Linked DNA regions of Anas platyrhynchos: region 1 is linked to region 2. A link is a contact called in public Hi-C data. All regions are on one chromosome and are shown on one strand. Each heading gives the region's core, a stretch centred on a gene start, on an enhancer-like site or on the middle of the called end of the contact. The rest is flanking DNA. Distances are from core to core; before and after follow the strand shown. Region 1 overlaps LAMC1 (laminin subunit gamma 1). Region 2 holds the start of LAMC1 (laminin subunit gamma 1).

Region 1 (3,882 bases), core at 238-2,737, 34 kb before region 2:
AGATAGAAGCAAAACCCGAGTTCAGGCTTCATCAAGATGACTTCAGGGAGGAAACGCAGTGAAAGAACCCAGCGAATGAAGAGGAGAAGCGGGCTTGTGCTTACACTCTACAAACACAAAATGCTCTAGCAGGAAGGGCAGCTCACAGCCTGCACGTCCCAAAAAAAAGAAACAGATTGTCAGGTTTGCAGGGCTGTCCCAACAAAAACAACCATGTCACCTCCACAGCACGCAAACAACCCCGTTTTTTTCCCCTTCTCTACTACTAGATTATAGCTCTGTTCCCCAATCAGGTCTCCTACAGATCCCTGCAAAACAAAACAAAACAAAAAACAGCTAAGCTAAAGGTACAACACGTGCAGAATGCACTCTCGGCAGTACAAAAACATTTTTCCACAGAAATCTCCCATGCTAAATGGAAAGAACCCTCCCCTTCTCTGCCTGCGGTTTTACACCATGGGCCAACAAAAACACACTGGAAACTGCACGGGTTTGCCCAGGTGAAAAGAAATTCATTTCAGCTGGCACTGGAACTCCTTGAGAGGCCTTGCTGATGGCGTGACACAGGAATGCAGTTAGTGCACGCAGCAGGGCTGTGCTCCAGCACTGTATCAGCTCGCCACGGGTAAATACTGCTGGAACAATAGCGTTTACCCAAGACAGCTGACAGTGTTGAAATACGTTTTCCCCCTGTTTATACTGAGGGCAAAAGCTGTGCTTAGCAGCCTGGCCGCTAGCAGAGCTCTTCAAGGTTGCAGAGCCTTTTTGCTAGCAAAGCTAAGCCTTCCAGGCTGCCTTCAAGTTTTGCAGGGCTGAATAAATACATCCTACTATTACCCTGAGAAATGGCAACAGCAATAACTAGGTGAAAGGCAGTTTTAAACATTTAATTTGGAAGACAAGAAATTATTGCTCTTCTGTTTCTAGACGTTGATCATTTTTTTAACCACGGTTTGGTCCACTTGGTCTCACATACGAGCAGTCTCTTAAAGCAGGCACACGGATAAGCCTTCAAGGAAGCACTTCAGTTCCAGATTTTAGCAAGTCTGGGTGGTGAAGGAGGAGAGGGGGTGAAGATGGTATCAGAGATGTTGCCTGTGCCGAAAGCTGCTAAACACTACCCCCAGCAACCTGACCGTGTTGTCAAGCTGGCCACAACCTCCAGGCAAGCTGATGGATGTCAGCAGGGTCATCTCCCACTTCTGCGTCCCAAGGTCTAGCAGGACACATACCATGCTGAAAACCATAAGGATAGTCAGGAAAATTAAATGCTATTTAGATCTTCACAAGAAATTCTTCCCTTTCCCCCCAAGTTAGGAATTCATCCCTAGACACAAAAGGCCTCCTTGTGCTCAGGCCCCTCAGAAGGGATGGATAATTTACATCAGGAAAGCATCCCGCCAGCTGGCACTCTGACTACAAGCACTGGATTGTGAGCAGATGCCTTTGAGATAAGCCCCGACCGACACTTGCCTCCTTCATTATCGGTCCGCTCACATCCTCTGCATGGCTTCAGAAAGAGCTCGCGCTCCCTCTCCTTTATTCTCTGCAACTCAGTACAGCCCCCGAGCAGTAAGCTTTAAAATGCAGCTGTTTTGCTGCTGAGGATAAAAGTCTGTCCGAGAAGACCACGTCAGGCAGAGTCAAACTTCTGCACAAGTATTTTCAGCAAAATTCCCTGAATAGTAATGGAACAGCTCAGCTTTGCTCTGAATGTTTCTCTTTTGGTTAGCTCTGGTTTCAAGCAGCGTTTTTCTTAGAGACACCTGCTGACAACAATTCCGTGTAAAATTTAAAAGACCCGAAGACAACACGGTAGCGTATTTATTATTTTGTTACTAGATTTCATTTCCAATTCACAATGACGAGACAGAGCGAGCAGCTCTCAATACCCTTGGCATTTCCTTTTGCTTTTTGTCCTGTCTGACCCGTCCCACTCTCAGCCCCAGGACAAAAGGCCAGGTTTGCCAGCCCACAGAACTGGAAGGCACTCACTGGAAGGCACTCACAGCCGTGCACCCTTCTTGTTCTCCCTCCTAACTCCATTCTGCCTTCCTGAACCGCCACCCACCATCCAGCACTATATTGAACCAGCAAAAGGCTTGAGGGCAGCGAAACGCCTATCTGCTCCTCTCTGAGGAATGAAGAACTACCAGCAATAGCAGGAGGCAGCAGCCCCCACCATGTACAGGGCGTAGCAGAGGTACTGCGACCCTACACAAGCAGAAAGCTGCAAGGAACACACACACTGATGCTGGCAAGTTAGCGAGCTCTTATTTAAGACTGATTGCTGCTTCCTGAGTCCACTACTCCAGACTCTCAGCTACTGCCGTGATTTTGGGCAGCCTTCCATGCTAGAAACCCTCCCTAGAGCACAGGCACAGGGACCACTGGTGCAAAGGCAATATTTAAGGAGTTATCCCATCCTGCAGAATGGGAAAGGGTTTTCCAGCATGCAGACAAGCAATGAAAGCAGGGCAGTAATTAGAAGGATAGGAGAATGAGAAACTTCCAGAGCAACTTGCTCTTTTGGAATAAAATAGGTTTAGTAAACATCAGCCCAACACCTGCAAGACACATAACTGGTAAGTTATGTCGCTTGCATCACATACACATGAAATGGCCAAACTTATGACAAAAAGCAAGAAATTATTATAGTTCTAGAGCAAATATCTGTTGTAACTACACCCTAGCTTTTCTGGGAAAATTTGTGGAGGAGGAAGATTACAGCACTGGTGTCACACATAAAATGGAATAGCCAGAGTCTGAAGAAAAAAAAAAAAAAAAGAAAAGAAAATGCAGGGTTTCTCCTTTTCCGATGATCTTCCTTAGAAAAACAACACCACGCAGCATCATGGACGACAGGTCTCATTCTGAACCTTCCTGGCCTTCCTGGGAACATATGTGAAAAGTGGTAATGAGAAAGCTTCGCTTGATTTTCTTGTCTTCTCCTGAAGGACCCAGGGATTCAGGCAGGTGTGTCGTGAACAAGAAAGGTCTGAAGGATTTTAACATAACCTAATTACAAACCACATTCTACCAAATGAGATTTCGGCACGCAGAGCTCCACTGAGTTGAGTGTTTGCATTTTTAAGAAAGCCCCTGGAGAAACAAGTACAGATTGCTTTTTCTAGGCATTCGTACCAAAACAGGGCAGGAGGAAGGAAATGCGTTTGGGACACTCGGTGGAACTGGTGCAGCCTTTAGCACACTGGAACGAACATGAACTCCCACCACCCCATGAGGTCATGCATTCTTCCAAGCACTCCTGAACAAAGGCACAATTGACTTGGGAGTGTAGGCGGTCCGGACAGCAAAAGGCTGCCTAGTAAATTATTGCATAATAATCCAACATTGATAAGTCATCAAGGCTGCTTGTTCCAGTCATGTTTCCAAAGTGGGAGGAGGGGAAAGTTGCTTCCCCCTGCATGGGCTGCAGGCAGCCTCAGGAAATAATAAAAAAAAAAAAAGAAAAGAAAAAACACATTTTTTTCATCTGATGATGAGAAGTCAGCGTGTGGATCAGCATAAAAATCAGAAAATGTTGTCCAATAATTCAGTAAGGCTTGCTGCTTTATTTGTACAGCTTTGATGCAAAGATGTTAAGTTGACTTCCCAAAAAAGCCAGCTGTGTTTATTCATTAGGGACTGGAAAGACAGATACCATGTACAACACGGAAGTCCTATCTGCACAAGCAGCCTCAAAGCCCTTTTTCAGCACAAATGATAAAAGCTTGTTTTAAAAAGGCAAGTGCAGACGGATCACAGATGATCGAGGGCTCCATGTGCCATTTTGGGAGGGGCTCTATTTCGTTCATGTACCCAGACTGCAAAGCTACCTCCTGCTACCAGCATCAGCACCAAGGCAAGAAGATCTGGGTG
Region 2 (4,022 bases), core at 527-3,026:
GTTTTTAAACTTGATGTGTAAATTCTTAGAATTTCCAAAGAAGTTACAAGGCCCAACAGCCCGCTTTCACATGTTGACAACAGCCTTGCATCTCTTATTTGCCTTCTGCTGTGGCAGGAAAACATTACCCTGCTCTACACAGGCCGAACATCATTGTACATTAATCAAGACATCCCAAGTTGGCAAAAACTCAGCACAGGTCAGCATTTGCAAGCTGGAGGCACAGAGGGGATGCTGCCAGCCCTGAAGGGGCGCACAGCAGTGCTGAGCAGCCAGGATAGCAGCGCTTTCAGGAGTAAAGGCGGCTGCAGCATCAAGCGGGTCCTTGGAGATCATGCAGAATCAGTTGTGTAGAAGGGCTTCGTGCCCCCAAACGCCTCACAAAACCATACAACACCACCTGCATAAGTAGCTTAACACTTTGCTATTAAGTCTTAAAATTAACTCCTGCCACAATCAAGCCCAGAGCAAGCACCTCATAGTGGGGCAGGCAGCTTTCCTTTAAAACAAACCTGAAACCCAGGTGATTGACGATGCCACATTGCAGTGCCACAATATTGATTTGCCAGCGATGTTTTAAAGATGGTGTTTTCACAAAAGACACGAGCACACTTCTTCAAAGCCTGGGACACGGCACATCGTTTGTTCTAGTATGTTAGAAAAGCGGATTGTTTTTCAAATGATATATATATACACACACAGAGCTGCACAGGACCAAATGCAGCAGTAATGCAGATAAGCCTATAAACTAAAGTTTACCTTGATATAAAGGGTTATGATGATGATCTAAGGTTTACCGTAATATAAAGGATTATGATGATGTTCTATTAATACATGAAATCAACTCTTAGCTTACTGCTTTCTCCAATGACGAGAATAACAATTCCCGATGTACAAAAAGTAAAAACTAAAGCAGAACAAGAGGTGTTACCGCCTGCCCTAACTCAAACGCGCTCCCCTAGCCCCGGTAACGCCGGTGCGCTCATCGCAGCGCTCCCAACACCAGGGGCTCCAGGGTGGGTGCAGGCGGCAGGCGCTGCTGCCAGGGGAGCCCACGGCTCGCCTCCATCACATGAGACACGGGCACATCCCACCCAAAGGTCCCGAAACCCGACGCCCACCCCCCTGACCCCAAGCGGGGCTTTCTGCAGGACGAGGCGCGTCGCTGAGCTCCGGGGCGGGGCCGTGCGGTTACCGCGGGTTACTCAGCGACCCCTCGGCCATTCCCCCCCCGAGGGGCTGCCGGCCCCGCGCCGCCTTACCCAGGTGCAGGGTGAGGTTGACGGCGGCGGGGTGCTGCACGCCGGCCAGCATGCTCTGGCTCTGCCACCAGGTGGTGTCGGCCTGGCTGTTGTAGTCGGTGAGGAAGGCGGCGCCGTGCCGCAGGTGGGGCTGGGCGGCGTCGCAGAGGTGGCAGGACTGGGTGACGCCGGTGACGCCGGTCTGCACGCAGTACTCCTCGGCCGGCGACCCGCACGTGTTGGTGGCCACCACCGTGGCGTTGAAGGCGGCGTTGACGAACTCGGGCATGCAGCGCTGCGGCCGCCCGCTCCGCTCCTCCGCGCACTCGTCCATGGCGGCGCCGCAGCCGCGGGGCAGCGCCAGGGCCGCCAGCGCCGCCAGCACCAGCGGCAGCGCCCGGCGCCCGCCGCCGCGCATGGCGGCGGGGCTCGGGCCGAGGGGGCCGGGGGGCGGCGGGGGCTGCCTGGGGCCGCCGCGCAGCTCCGAGCCGCCGACTCGCGCCCTGCTCCCGCTGCGGGCTGGGCCGGGCCGCGCCGCGCCGCCGGGCGGAGCCGGGCGAGCTGCCGAGGGGCGGGCGGGCGGCGCGGGGCAGGCCGGGAGCTGCCCCCGGCCGCCATGGCCCGGCCCGGCCCCGCCGCTGGAATGCGGGGAGGGGGGGACGGGGGCGGCCGCGGAGGGCGGGGACCCGCGGCGCGGCGCCGCCCGGGGGGCTCCGGGCGGGGGGTCCGGGGCTGGCTGCAGGCTCCGGGTCCCGAGCCGGAGGGGTGCTGCTGACAGAGGAGGGGGCGGCTGGGCTGGGAGCACCTGAGAGCACCGAGTCCCCACGCTTGGTTCTTCCCGTCAGAACCCGCTTCGTGCCCTTGGCCGCGGCTTCTCCCTTGCCACTCGTTTGTAACGCTGCAGCGGAGCGGTGCGGCCACGCTTTGCTCACCGAGCTCGCGCTGATCTCGCCAAAATCAGAATTACACCTCCGCGAGCCCGAGCTGTGCTCGCTCTTCAGCGCCTTACCTGCTGAAGCAGCCCGTCAAAGCTTGGAGCCTAGCAAAGCATCCCAGCGTATTCCTGTAAATACATTGCTTTTGCAACACACAAAAGTAAATAAAATACTCTTTTCCCACTTAGCTATTTGAGCTCACGTAAATGAAGCAGGTTTTAAGTAGTTACCGATTGCCAACTTCATGTATGAAAGTGCACAATTCCTTTTCCATGGAAAAGGCTCCATGTTATCAGGGTTTACAACCCAAATCTGTTTCATTTAGGCACTGGGAAACCCTTCACTGCTGCCAGGTTACTGACGCAGACTCGAATCCGAAAGGGAAGGTGTCACAAGTAATAATTCTGGGGTCAGTATTTATCTGGTGCTGATAGAGCAGGACAGCCAGGTAACCTCTCTAACTTTCCAGTGCTTACAGGGCGAATAACAGTAACAGCACCTGGGTCAATAAATTCTTGTGACTGGAAAATCCCACGAAGTAGAGTGAGTCAAGCTGTGTGGGAGGAGTTGCCTGAAAGGAAGGAAGGACTGCTAAATAGATAGGACTTCAGCCTGGGCAGAACAACAAAACTTATGGGTAACCACCAAAAAAGAGCAAATAATATTTGTGGATAATGTTGGTAACTGTGCTGGGCTTAGACAGCATGGGGATAAATGAAAGAATGGTAAAAAAATGACATGGCTGCTTCTTTGAAAGCAGGTTCAAGTATTCAAGCACTTATTGCCCCAAACTGCACTAACTGCAATGATACCAAGACTCAGAAAAACATGCTCTGTATTTAGCCAAGAGGTGGGCAGGAAAAAAATATATAAAGATGACTGTAAAAAATGGCACTTTGTTACTTTAATTCTTCTTTGAGGTACTCAGATCAAATTAAATGAATGAGAGCAAGAGGGGAGAGAGTCAGAACAGAGAGATGAAATGCGAAAAAGCAAAAGCACCATAAAAACCTGAGAGGAAACAGCCTTTATTACAGTAGCACCACTTACAGGAAATAGAAGAAGAAAATGGCTATTTTCTTTCCATTTGATCAACAACAACAACAAAATTGCAACAAGGTATTGTACACCCACAAGCAGTTGGAAAGAAAGTAGAAGCACAGTTAATCTCTCTCCTTCCACAGCAGCTCAAGGAAAACACTAACACACCTACATAAAGAGCCTTTTTACTTTTCTGCAAGGAACAGATGAGACATGCTTGTCTTGCAGAATTAAATTAAGTAGATACATTTGACCCACTTGAGGTTATAAAGTCCAGAATGTTTCTAGTAAGCATCACAGGACAACACACATTTTAAGTTTTGGTCTTCCCATACTCATTTATCTTCAGTACTTGTTCATACAAAAAATTTCAATGCACATGCTAAGGAAAACTGTTCACAAGTTTTAGACTGTCAAAGCTGAGCCTGGTTGCTCCATGGGTCTCAATTTTTAAAACAGGTTGTTAGAAGTTATCCCCACAAAGAAAAACAACAAGCATGAAAACTGCTCAACACCTAAACATTTCACTTCATACTTTTATGTCAGTTTACACAAAAAAATAAATGACAGAAAAGCCCTGTGCTATCAGTCTTATAGAGTTATCAGCCACCGGAGAAGGCACCCAAGCAACCTGATGTTACTTTTCACAATCTGCCTGGTCTGGGAGATGTAGGAAGAAGTTTCCAGCAGCTGCATTTGAACAATTTGCCTCTCAGGCTGGCACAGCCAGCAGAGGAAGTGTGTGCAGTGGTGGGAGATGAAGCACACTTGGCTCTGCCCTGCCGTGACCCCCATAACGCAGAGG

Evidence for each region. A called contact is a pair of places that touch in the nucleus more often than the background predicts.
Region 1: a contact with region 2 is called in a Hi-C map of skeletal muscle, with 1.4 times the contacts expected there. The contact joins the enhancer-like site here to the promoter of LAMC1 in region 2. A contact is called at or near these places in 3 of 8 Hi-C or Micro-C datasets (F5 follicle, skeletal muscle and subcutaneous adipose tissue).

Annotation. Positions count from the first base shown.
Region 1 is chr8:20,274,741-20,278,622 of IASCAAS_PekinDuck_T2T, reverse strand. All of the region lies in intron 1 of LAMC1 (laminin subunit gamma 1), which reads right to left. Among named protein-coding and RNA genes, the nearest start is that of LAMC2, 32 kb to the left of the region's middle. Within about 2 kb of position 1,487, at least 5 of the 8 cell types and tissues checked have an H3K27ac peak or open chromatin away from gene starts, as enhancers often do. A contact at or near this core is called in F5 follicle and subcutaneous adipose tissue, where this site is marked.
Region 2 is chr8:20,240,919-20,244,940 of IASCAAS_PekinDuck_T2T, reverse strand. LAMC1 (laminin subunit gamma 1) reads right to left here and starts at 1,776. Exons shown (of 28, transcript XM_038182826.2): 1 at 1,263-1,776. The coding sequence starts at 1,659. It overlaps LOC140003067 (a long non-coding RNA gene), which reads right to left. Exons shown (of 8, transcript XR_011811019.1): 8 at 3,189-4,022.